Linked DNA regions of Xenopus laevis: region 2 is linked to region 1. Evidence: chromatin contacts called from public Hi-C data. All regions are on one chromosome and are shown on one strand. Each heading gives the region's core, a stretch centred on a gene start, on an enhancer-like site or on the middle of the called end of the contact. The rest is flanking DNA. Distances are from core to core; before and after follow the strand shown.

Region 1 (5,999 bases), core at 1,287-3,786:
CATTTTACAGGCATATCAAGTCAAATGTTGTTTTTTCATTCTGTGGCCGGTAAAGGAATGGACTACTGTGCACAAAACAGACTAAGGCAACCAACCATATAATGAACAGTTGTGCAGTGATCAGCATTTTATTCCAGCAAGGGCAGTATCTACAAGCAATGTGTATGTTCTGTGTCTTTGTTGGTTACATATATGCTTCAAATACATATAGGAAGGTTATCTGGCTCCTGCTTTAAAGGAACAGTAACACCAAAAAGTGAAAGTGTTTTAAAGTATTGAAAATATAATGTACTATTGTTCTGCACTGGTACAACTTAATTGTTTGCTTCAGAAACCCTAAAATAGCTAATATAAATAAGCTGCTGTGTAGCCATGGGGGCAGCCATTCAAAGCTGAAGAAGGAGAAAAGGCTCAGGATACACAGCAGAGAACAGATAAGCTTTGTAACCTACAATGGAATTCTTCAGAACATTTTTGTTATTTACTGTTTATCCTGTGCTTGAATGTCTGCCCCCATGGTTACAGAGCAGCTTGATATATAAACTATCGTTGTATTTCTATAACAAACACACCAGTTTTACTAATAGAGGGCAACAGTACACTTTATTGTTATTCCTGTAAAAACTTTTTTTTGTTACTGTTCCTTTAACTGATGATGGTGTGTGTGAATGTGATAAAGGCATTGGGGGCAGATTTACTCAAGGACGAAGTGGCTAATGCTAGCATCAATTCACTAGCGTTACCGACTGCAGGGACATGGGCACAGGCGTCACTTCAATAGCGAAAGAGACAGACGCTAGCGGTCATTTGTACTCTAGTGCCAAGCGAATTTTCACTCTGGTGAATGGACATAACTGCGCAAATTCACTAATATGTGGATTTTACTGAACGTTACCTCTTTCGCCAGACTTGCTTTCACCAGCTCAGGCAAGGTGAAGCCTGCTGGAGTGCATAGATCTTCCTCAATCTTCTGTGTGACAGCCTGCAAAAGTCCTGAAAATATTTTTGGGTAACCTGCTTCCCCCATACATTTTCTAGCATATAACTATACAGTGGGCTCATGTGTAGGGCATTATAACAACTCTATTTTCTCTATTAGGGTTCCCTGGACTTGTGTATTGTAATGTATTTGCTGCAACAAATACGTCCATTCAACTTTAAATTTTCTGCCGTATGCAAAGTAACCTGAGCGCAAGACCTCTAGCAAATTTGCGATAGGCAGGAATGAACACTAGCGCAACTTCACTTTCAATTGCTCGCATTGCCGAAGTAATGCTAGTAAAACGCCGCCATCGTTCGTCGCCCACAACAAAACTCTGCATTCCAGTGAATTAGCGTTGTCTAAATCTGCCCCTTATATTGTAAGCTCCACTGGAGCAGAAACTGATGTTTAATCTCTTTAAAGTTCCATATGATTTATTGGTGATATATATATATATAGAAAGTAACTCGATGACATGCAGCGTAGCATAGGGAAGTAGGGGCATGACAGAGCCGTAGGTAGCCAAGCACCTCCTAGTTGCAGGTGCGGGATTAAGTAGTTCAAAGAGAGGGTCCTGGTAAGTGACGTAGGCGGTCTTAAAAGAAGGGGTCTAGTAGGTTCCTGCTTTCCACTCCATTTAGCAGCACACTAAAACACCCACTCACCCTCCCCTTTAGGCCTATTGCATTTAGCGGAGTGGGGTGGTTGAGTACAGGAACCAATAGGTGTGTTAGTACGGGAGTTGCAGGGTTAATTGGGTCCATGGAAGGCCTGGCACCTCAGGGGTAACAAAACACCCCAGGAAGTGAATTTGGTTGGGTAGTAGGTGAGTTCCAGGCTAGTATGGCAGCTGGCAGTACTGTTGCGTTGTGCAGTTATAGGGTTGTTACAGGTTATTGTTGTTCAGGAGCAGGACCTGACTGGCAATCTGTTGGTTCTGGCAAATGCCAGAGGGGCTGCTATAAGGTCCCATTGAAAGTCACTATTTAGTGGACTGGTGGGGGCTGTTTGGGCCTCTATTTGGGCTGATTGGGCCTCTGTGTACCTGAAATGCCAGGGCCTATTTTAATTCTCAGTCTGGACCTGTTCAGGAGATAATTGTTTGTTATACAAAATTACTTGTTAAGATTTGCTATGTTTATGACATGATATTATTGTTCATAGTGTGTGAACACTAAAATGTCACTTGTTATAATAAAATGTTCTGTGGCCTTTTCATCCAAAGGCACAAGTGTTGTGTAGGTTATTAAGGGGTTTTGGAGGAGGGGCGGGGGTAGTTAATTAGCTAGGGCTGGGCAAATACCAAAGTTGTCTCTGTCATGATTACAACATGCATGTTTAAAAATGTGATCCAGAAATGCACATGATACCACCAACAATAAAGGGAAATATGAATTGTATTCCCAATCAGGGTCGGACTGGGCCGGTGGGACACCGGGAAAAAACCCGGTGGGCCCGTCTCTTGTGGGCCCTGCCAACCCAGAATCGCACCCCCATCCATAATACGAAGGCTTCTTAATGCCAGAAAAGCATTGCGTGGCAGCGCATGCGCACACACTCGAAGCGCCAGCGCATGCATACACACGAGCTGCGCTGGAGCAGCACGGGGGTCGGAGGGGGCCATGGGGCAGCAGCCCCGGTGGGCCCCGGGCCCCCCAGTCCGACCCTGTTCACAATAAAGTATACTTAAATTCAGGGTTACTTCTGAACCTGTGACTGTACTCGTATAGGCAAGATACATGGACATCAACCGTATAAAGGAAAACTGTCAATGGTCATACATACAGTTAAGAGGATTCCATCACTGTATGAAGCTTTCATGATACATAAAGCTGCAGCAGGTATAAGAATGCTTGAAAGACAAATACTGCTTTAGAGACAGATGGATTATCAGCATACAGAATGCTGAGGAGACAATCTAGTCAAGGAACAGATGGACTCCCTATGTTAGCTTCTAATCAGGACAATTCCATACATATCTTCTTATGTTCTTCTTCTGTTCTAGCATGAAGGTCGCAATGTTGGAAAGTCAGTATAGCTTGCAATGTTCATTCTTATTCTGTACATGATCTGAATAAAGTACATTGAAATACAGAATGTTTACTATTTGTAAAGCCAATAAGCAAAGGATGTAAGTAACAATGGATGGTCTGACATTTTACAATAGACAGCCATTCCCAAAGGTCATTATGGGGGCTAGTGCCAGAATATGGGTTCATGTTAGGAAAGGGAATGATCATAAGCAAAAATAGTCATTGGATTCTAGTACTAAATATACGTATTAAAGTGCTAAAATATATATACAGGTATGTGACCTGTTATCCAGAATTCTCGGGACCTGGGGTTTTCTGGATAATGGATCTTTCTGCAATTTGGAACTTCATGCCTTACTTATGCTAGAAAATCACATAAACATTAAATAAACTCAACAGATTGATTTTGCCTCCAATAAGGAATAGTTATATCTTAGTTTGGATCAAGCACATGGTATTGTTTTATTATTACAGAGAAAAAGAGAATCATTTTTAAAACTGTTGATTATTCAGATAAAATGGAGTCTATGGCAGACGGCCTTTCCGTAATACAGAGCTTTCTGGATAAAAGGTTTCCAAAGAACGGATCCCATATCTGTATATGTAAAAGTTTATCTGTATATATTGTTGAAGTGTTGGAGATACCCTCATACCATAGCATATCCCAAACTGTTTGCAAAACTTCAATAATATACACAGATAAAAGATATATTTTATGCACTTTAATACATATCCCAGATATCAAGATAGCCTCATATCAGCACCAGAAAGCAAGTGTACTACTGCTCTAGCTGATAAGAGTAATGTTTGCATACAGTATGTAAAATATATAATGCAAAGTTTTCTAAGTACAGTTGTTAGCAAGAGAAAATTTTCTTGTATACCTACTGTATATGAAATATCATTATATAGCATGTCATATGGCGAATGAAAATCAGGATATGTTAGGCTGAGCCTCCAGTCTATCTGATTCTGCCCAGCTTTATTGCAACATACAGATATCTGCCATTATGGACCATGGCTGGAAAAAGGGCTAGGCATCAGAGAAACCAGTATAGGATGGGCAACTTAAGAATCTGGTTATTATGGTTTATTGCCTGTTTATTGTCCAAATTCAGTGCTCACAATAAAAGCTCTGTGTCTTTTGTCTCCCTTCCACTGTAAACTGGTCAGTATCCTACACTAATTCTGTGCCTCCATCATGATACTGCAATGCCGTTATCACCCTTTAATTGGATGCTAAAGTCTTTGTTGATTTTGGTCGGTCCCCATTAAATGAAAAAAAAATGGACTGTATGTCATAAAAGTATAAAATATAGTTCATTTAATAATAAACATACATTTGAATAACTGGGTTTTAAAGGGATTGTGCACCATTGACTCAACTTTTATCATGATGTAGAGAGTGATATTCTGAGACAATTTGCAATTGGCTTTCACTTTTTATTATTTGTAGTTTTCGAGTTATTTTGCTTTTTATTGAGCAGCTCTCCAGTTTGCAATTTCAGCCATCTGGTTGCTAGGGTCCAAACTACTCCTAGCAACCATGTATTGATTTGAATAAGGGACTGGAATATGAATAGGAGAGGGCCTGAATGGAAAGGTGAGTAATAAAAAGTAGCAATAACAATAAAAGTGTAGCCTTATAGAGCCTTTGTTTTTAGATGGGGGTCAGTGACCCCATTTGAAAGCTGGAATGAGTCAGAATAAAAAGACAAAAAATAAAAAAAAACCTTTAAAAACCAAATAATGAAGACCAATTGAAAAGTTGCTTAGATTTGACCAATCTTTAACATACTTAAAGTTAATGTAAAGGTGAACCACCATTTAACAGCAACATTAAGGGGAAATGGCACACAGGTAGAATTTTGCATCTGTGTTGGTGCTTGCCAGGCAATTCTATTTTCAAATCCTTGTATGCAAATAGGGTTGAAACCTGGCCGGTATTTTACCGGCCTGGCCGGTACAAATGATGGTTGATCCTGATGTTATTAATAGGGAAAAAAGATAAATATATAGGGAGGCTGGTATTCTTTTCCAGAAAAGGTGGCAACCCTATATCCAAACAGTTATGTGCACTGTTTTTCCTATTAGCTTGACCCCTGCCACCCTTTAGAGAGTGATGTGCAGCCATTGCAGCTCCAGGTACCCAGCAAACCACGCAAGCATAATAGTGGGAATTATAGGACCAAGCCTGTCCATTTCCCTTAGGAGTATGGCCCATAATTGTTAATACATTCTACCCCCTCCCTGTTCCAAGCAGGATTCACATTCAATCATTTCTTGTCAAAAATTCTTTCTTCTTCTTTCCTCTTGTCTTGTTTGAAAACACAACATGTCAGTCAGCAATTAACTCAGGAAACATTCTGCCTCTCAGTTGTGCAAGGGAATTTGATTATCCTGCCGATCAATTTACTGTAATCTAGATAGAAGCTGAATGCTTCCCTGCCAGCTCTTCTGTCTTGGTGGGACACACAATGGAACTGTCCTTTTCCCAACACGTTTTCCTTTGTGGTTTCTTTAGTTCCTTCCCCGGTGGGTTTTAATGTTTGGCTGTGTATACTATAAAGCCCTGACATCATGAATTAAGTTTACAATCATGGTAATTGTAGTGGAGGTTTCTGCAGCTTCAGCAGCCCACAACACAATATGTTTCCCTGCGCAATTCAAAAAAGAAGTCACAAAACATTTCTATATTGCCGCTTATCATCCTGTTTATTCATGCAGACAATGTTTTCAATTTATGGGGATGATAATGAAAGACAGCATAGACAATTAAGCAGAAAACGCCAACACTAAATGACAAAGGCACATTCCAGATATAGCACGGGGGAAATTCAAATGCACTTTCTAAGAAGTTACATAAATTGAAATGATAAAAATGTTGAACTGCAATAATTCAAGTCTTGACAGAAACATGTTTCTTCAGCCAAACTGGATTGTTACATTTTATCTGAAACAAAAACTCAGCATGTGCCATGGAT
Region 2 (6,078 bases), core at 2,567-5,066, 870 kb after region 1:
TTTATCTTTCAGGCCCTAGCACATACAATATTTATATAGTAAATAACTAAGTTCATTCAGAACATTCTCTTGTCTTTGTTGTTCCTGTTGCCCATTCCAGCTGCTGGAATGAATAGTTAACAATCACCATGAGATAGCGTTTGGTTTATCTTTAACTACCTGAACTGCATTATATTAGATTTTTTCTGTAAATAATTTGTAAAGTAGATCACCAAGATAAGCTTACCATTAGGTCAACTTATCATTTGAAAAATCATTTGTGCAAAGTGCTATAACTTACTAGTGATTTTTTGACTGCATTCCCCTACAGAAGGAAGTAAGTAATTTTCAGTGAGCTTGTACTTAATGTAGCCTTAATTCTTACAGAAGTAGCTGGAGTAATATGTATGTATAATGTAAATGTGTGTGTGTAAAATTAATATAATATATCTCTCCTTATATATGGTGTGTAACACAAAACTATAGTTATTACAGATGACAACTGTATAAATTCCTTTATAGATTTATTAGTTCAATTTCAAAGGATTATAAATAATCCCTTATTCAGGTTTTATATGTATATCTACAGTATAGTTTCTGAAGAAATTAGCTGGTTTTGTCTTTAACAATGAAATTATGATACCTGAATAACTTATCAGTTTGGTCAGTGGAAATGAAACAGGTTTGCTGATTTGTATTAGAAAGGGCTTATGGGAAATGTTTTTGCAGGCTGTGGATACCAGTGGAGCCCAAGAAGGGAGGTTTGAACACTTAGGGGCCGATTCACTAAATTCGAGTGAAGGATTCGAAGTAAAAAAACTTCGAATTTCGAAGTATTTTTTGGGCTACTTCGACCATCGAATGGGCTACTTCTACCTTCGACTACGACTACGACTTCGAATCGAAGGATTCGAACTAAAAATCGGTCGACTATTCGACCATTCGATAGTCGAAGTACTGCCTCTTTAAAAAAAACTTCGACCCCCTACTTCGGCAGCTAAAAGCTACCGAAGTCAATGTTAGCCTATGGGGAAGGTCCCCATAGGCTTGCCTAAGTTTTTTTGATCGAAGGATATTCCTTCGATCGTTGGATTTAAATCCTTCGAATCGTTCGATTCGAAGGATTTAATTGTTCGATCGAAGGAATAATCCTTCGATCGTACGATGGTAGCATTTGCGCTAAATCCTTCGACTTCGATATTCGAAGTCGAAGGATTTTAGTTCCTAGTCGATATTCGACCCTTGATGAATCGGCCCCTAAGATTGTGGTGTGGAGATTGGTGACCGTGAACCTCAAAGGGTTGGTAAGTATATTGTATATTTTTGTTAAGTTAGTACTTTTTCCATAAATGGCTTCAGATGGTAATAACACTAAGGGAGAAAATGTCAGCATGTGGTTGATAAATTATATTAAAAATCAATGGGGAGCATTCATGGGATTCAATGAAATGTTGAAAAAAAATGAAAGAAAAGAAATGTGAAGGAATGATCATTCAGAAATTATTCTCTTATTTAAAACCGGCAGATATTGTTATAAGGAAAAGCATAATTATGTTAAGAAACAAGCTGACAGGTATGAGACTTCTCTGAGAGAGTCAATTGAAAAGATGTGTAAGTTAAGGTTGCATGCCATTACAACTGGTGAGGCATTGCTTGAGAAGGCTAAACTATGTGAACATGTAACAGAAGTGAATGATGAGAGAATACAGCATGTAGAGAAGGAGCTAGAGGAACATAAACATGCATTAAATATTGCCTTTGATAAAGTGGGTGAAAAATCGGACCTAATACAATTATGTCGTAAAAAACGGTGGGATAATTCGCCGCACATCACCAGGCTTCGCTGTGTAAAAAAACAGCTTAAAAACCAGTATAATTTCATTGTTTTTCATTGTAACTTCTACAGGAAGCAAAGTAATATAACGGCGGCAAATCTGAACGTAATATAAAGCACACCTTGATAAACTCGCAATTCCACAGCTTTTTACACCATTTTCTCAGCGAATTTCCTTTTACACAGCATAATAAAAATGCCCCTAAATGTATCTTTCTCCAGGAAAATTAAGCAAATGAAATAGAAATAGAAATATGAATTATGTGACAGAATAGCCACAATGATGACACAAATAATAACTGGTAATCCAGGTTTTGAATATGACAATTTAATTAATAGGGTAAATTTCTTGGAAGCTTTAGAAGGGGATGTTAGCGAAGGTGTATTATCAGTCACACCTGGCCCTATTGATTAAAAAAATACATATTGTTAGGGGCAGGTAGTTTGTGAAGAAAAAGGAGGAATGGAGAGGAAAGTTTTGCCGTTAATGCAGCCAGAATTTTTAGAGAAGAGGGACACCAGAGGAAACAGTGTCTTTTAGGGTTGCCACCTTTTCGTTTCCCCAACTATTGGCAGGGGCGGGCGACATCAGAGGCAGGGCCAGTGATGCCGGAGGTGAGCTTCATTACATTGGGGCCTGGACTGATGACGTGGCAATCAGCAATTGGCTGATTGCCATGTCATTAACTTTAACATCCTGTCTGGATTTCATAATTTTGAAATCCAGACAGGGAGTTCACCAGGATTTCCAGGTGAAAACCGGACAGGTGGAAATCCTAGTGTCTTCGTTTATTATACCATTATTCTTGATGTTATATGTAAGTCTGAAAGATTCATATTTACAAAAATAATGTTAAAGTGGACTTGTCAGCCAGACACATAAATCTGTATAATAAAAGATATTTTCAAATTAAATGAACATGAAATTCAATTTCTATTTTTTATTAAAGCATTCATAGCTGTTGTAAGCTCATTTAAAAATCTCAGCTGCTCAGAGACGGCCCAGACAATCACTTACACTTTCCATTCAGCACCTCCTAGATGTCACTGCGCTCCCCACATTCCCCCCCACATTCCCCCATTTAATTGTGTAGCCAGGGCATGGGGATGGACATCAGGTCCCCCATTCTGGTGCACAAACAAGATTCTGAGATGATGCAAGGCTTGTCTTAACAGTGTCCACAAAATGCCTCCTGCCTGCTTGCTGTAATTATTAATTCCCAGACTGAAGGAAGCAAGATTCAAATAATTTATATAGTGTAGTTAAAGTTCATTTTGCTTGACTAATGTGATAAAATAGGATTTTGAATCATTTTTTTGGTTGACAGGCCCCTTTAAAGATATAATGGGAGACTGAATAATCTTCATTGCAACATCATAATGCCCAAACCTGATCTTCCTTCTGAATGTGCTATGTGGACTTAAGGCCCCCATACATGGGCAGATATAAGCTGCTGACAGAAAAAGTTAGATCGAGGACCACATCAGTCCATTTTCTCTTCATTATGATCCGATTTTTGGGCCCTAGGGCCAGGGTCGAACTGGGACACCAGGAAAAAACCTGGTCAGCCCTGCCGGTCCAGACCCGCTGCCTGCCTGAACATGTCACTGCGGCCCTGAACATCCCTCTCCTGGGCTGGTCGCGGAAGACATAAGGTACATGCCCAGAGGAAGGCGGACTGGAGATTGTTGCGGCAGGGGGCCTAGAGGGGGCATTGTGGTAGAGGCAGGGGTTGGGGGGGCCTTGAGACAGCAGGTCCCCAAGTCCGACCCTACTTAGGGCCCACGATCGGATCAGCCCGATATCGCCCACCTCAATCTCCATATGTATGGCCAGCTTTATCAAGGAGGAATAGATCTACACAAAAGCACCAATATAATGGCTATTAACACAACAAAGGAGCCATGAAATACAATGCTACAGGAACTTTACCTTATTCAAAGAAGGCCCTTAAGGACCACAATGAAATGGAGGAATAGGGCCATGACAGGGCTAGGAAAGTGGGCCTGGAAGTTGAAGGTTGAAAGGGGTTGTGGAGAGTGTAGTCAGGCAGGAGATTGGCTAGAGGGTGCAGAAGGGGATAAGAAGGAAAAGCAGTTGGGGATTGGCGCCATTTTATGTTTTGATTGCAGGGACGCTCCGCCAATGAGGCGAGTCGAGGCACTCACCTCAGGCAATAGCGCCCCCCCTGGTTACCAGGGGCATCAAAAATGCCACTCCTGGTAACTAAGAGCAGAATTTCCAGTTTTCAACCTGGAAATTCAGCTCTTCTAGTGCAGAGTGCGCAACTGTGCAACCCCCCCCTACCCTGTCCTGGTCTGGAAAAGTGAGTGCCGTGGGGAGGGGGGCAGTAAAACGAAGTCTGCCTCAGGTGACAAAATGCACAGGCTCGCCCTGTTTGACTGTTAATTTATGTTTTAATAAAATTTGTCTCCAGCCTTTTCAATCCACTAAAGAAATGTTTGGCTGTGTGCTTGGTAAAAGGGGAGAGATGGTTAAAGGGCGGCGAGGATCCAAGACGAAACCCATGTCATGGGAACACAAGCTATCAGTCACAAATTCAATGGAATGTCCCTCCAGTAGCCAGAATATGGACAGTTTATTGAATAGATTGAAACTTTTCTATATAATGAAGTTTTCTATGTCTTTACCATTACTGCTTAATTTTTCATTATTTAGCATACCAGAGAGCTATTCAGAGACAATGAATTAAAAGTAAACTGTCTTTCAAAAGCATTTAAATTTGTTTTGGAAAGTTACACCCGGGTTCAATTTTAGAAGAGTATCAAGAAGGGATCTGGGTACTGACAATATCTCAGTACTCAAACATAAAAATGTGTCAAAGTTATGGTATGTGAATTGATAGGACGTCTATTCAGTGAATTCCTAAACCTAAGCATTTGCATACATTTTCTAAAACATGCAATTATGATCAAAATTACCAAGCCACCACATGTAGGGAAATCCAATATGGTGGTACTGACTATTCATTAATGGCCCTATTTTTCATAGGCCGGAACCTGTCTGCTTGGTTACATTTCTTGGAAAAAGTGTCTCCTGATCTTTACTTATACTTTTATATTCCTTTAATCCCCCTGTATTTTAGCCCATGTGTACATAGCCTTATTATTCACTAGATGGCACTGCAAAACCAATCATTATTAAACAACATTCTTCTCTGACCTTTAAAGGAGATGTAAACTTTTTAATTTCTCAATACCAAAACTTAAATGCAGCTACACTACATACCAGATGTATATGTAACCCTTTCAACACCCCTTCTGTCGGTGGACACTCCACATGTGGAGCTTACCTGATGGCACGAGACAAACCTGAGCAACTCTGCAGTGTTATTGGGAGAGACTGGGTACCTGGTACTTATTAGAGCAGTGCCTCCACCTAGTGGGATCCGGGAATGCACGTACGGGTGGCTCCACTAGGATACAATAATAATGCACACACAGTATTTGCTGCATAACTGTTTATCTAAAAGTAAATGAAAGGGGCAGCTAACGCAAATAGCAACATGTAACAATAGGGATCTTGCTAACTAACTTTGCAGGCGTGAACTCTCTCTCTAAGTTAGGGCTCAGCTCCACGGGTTTTTTTGCGACGGATCAGTGCGCAGCTACGAGACACAGGCAGCAGGTCGCATGCAATCACAATGACAAAATGTAATTGGACTCAGCGAAAAGTCGCAGGAAAAAACTACATTACATCTGATACGGAGACGACTGTCGTATGTGAACGCAGAAAGCAGCGTCTTCATCGGACAGGCTAACCGTGTAGTTTTTACCTGCAACTTTTCATTGAGTCCCACTATATTTTGAAGCCTGCGACTACATCTGACCTTGCGTTTCGTCTCTGTGCGCCATTCCGTCGAAAAATGCCTGTGGAATTCAGCCCTAAAAGAAGGACAGTCTGTTAACTCAGTCCCACAACACAGTCTATGAAATTTTCAAGCTCTCCTTTAGGACACCGTCACTTAAGGCTAGAACTCCACAACTCATCTGGAGCCGACACAAGAGCACTGCATTTTCATCCGACAGTCGGATAAATGTAGTTATTACCTGAGATTTCGCACGAGTTTTGACGCAAAGCGATGTGTCAGCTCCAGACGCGTCGTGGAGTTCTAGCCTTATCTGTGAATACTCACTCCAAAGTCTCTTTGGATGCTTCACACAAAAGAACCTTCAGACAAGTCCAGCACTTGCAACCCTGCAGTGCAACTACCAGCATTCCTCCCAACCGTCTCGTTTTTAGA

What was found. A called contact is a pair of places that touch in the nucleus more often than the background predicts.
Region 2: a Hi-C map of the XL177 cell line shows a contact between it and region 1, with 5 times the contacts expected there. The contact joins two enhancer-like sites. A contact is called at or near these places in 2 of 4 Hi-C or Micro-C datasets (the XL177 cell line and the XTC cell line).

The regions. Positions count from the first base shown.
Region 1 is chr1L:51,793,130-51,799,128 of Xenopus_laevis_v10.1, forward strand. All of the region lies in intron 8 of LOC108698938 (polypeptide N-acetylgalactosaminyltransferase-like 6), which reads right to left. Among protein-coding and RNA genes, the nearest start is that of galnt7.L, 130 kb to the left of the region's middle. Within about 2 kb of position 2,537, at least 1 of the 7 cell types and tissues checked has an H3K27ac peak or open chromatin away from gene starts, as enhancers often do.
Region 2 is chr1L:52,659,100-52,665,177 of Xenopus_laevis_v10.1, forward strand. It overlaps a transcript of aadat.L not described here. Among protein-coding and RNA genes, the nearest start is that of aadat.L, 4.1 kb to the right of the region's middle. Within about 2 kb of position 3,817, at least 1 of the 7 cell types and tissues checked has an H3K27ac peak or open chromatin away from gene starts, as enhancers often do.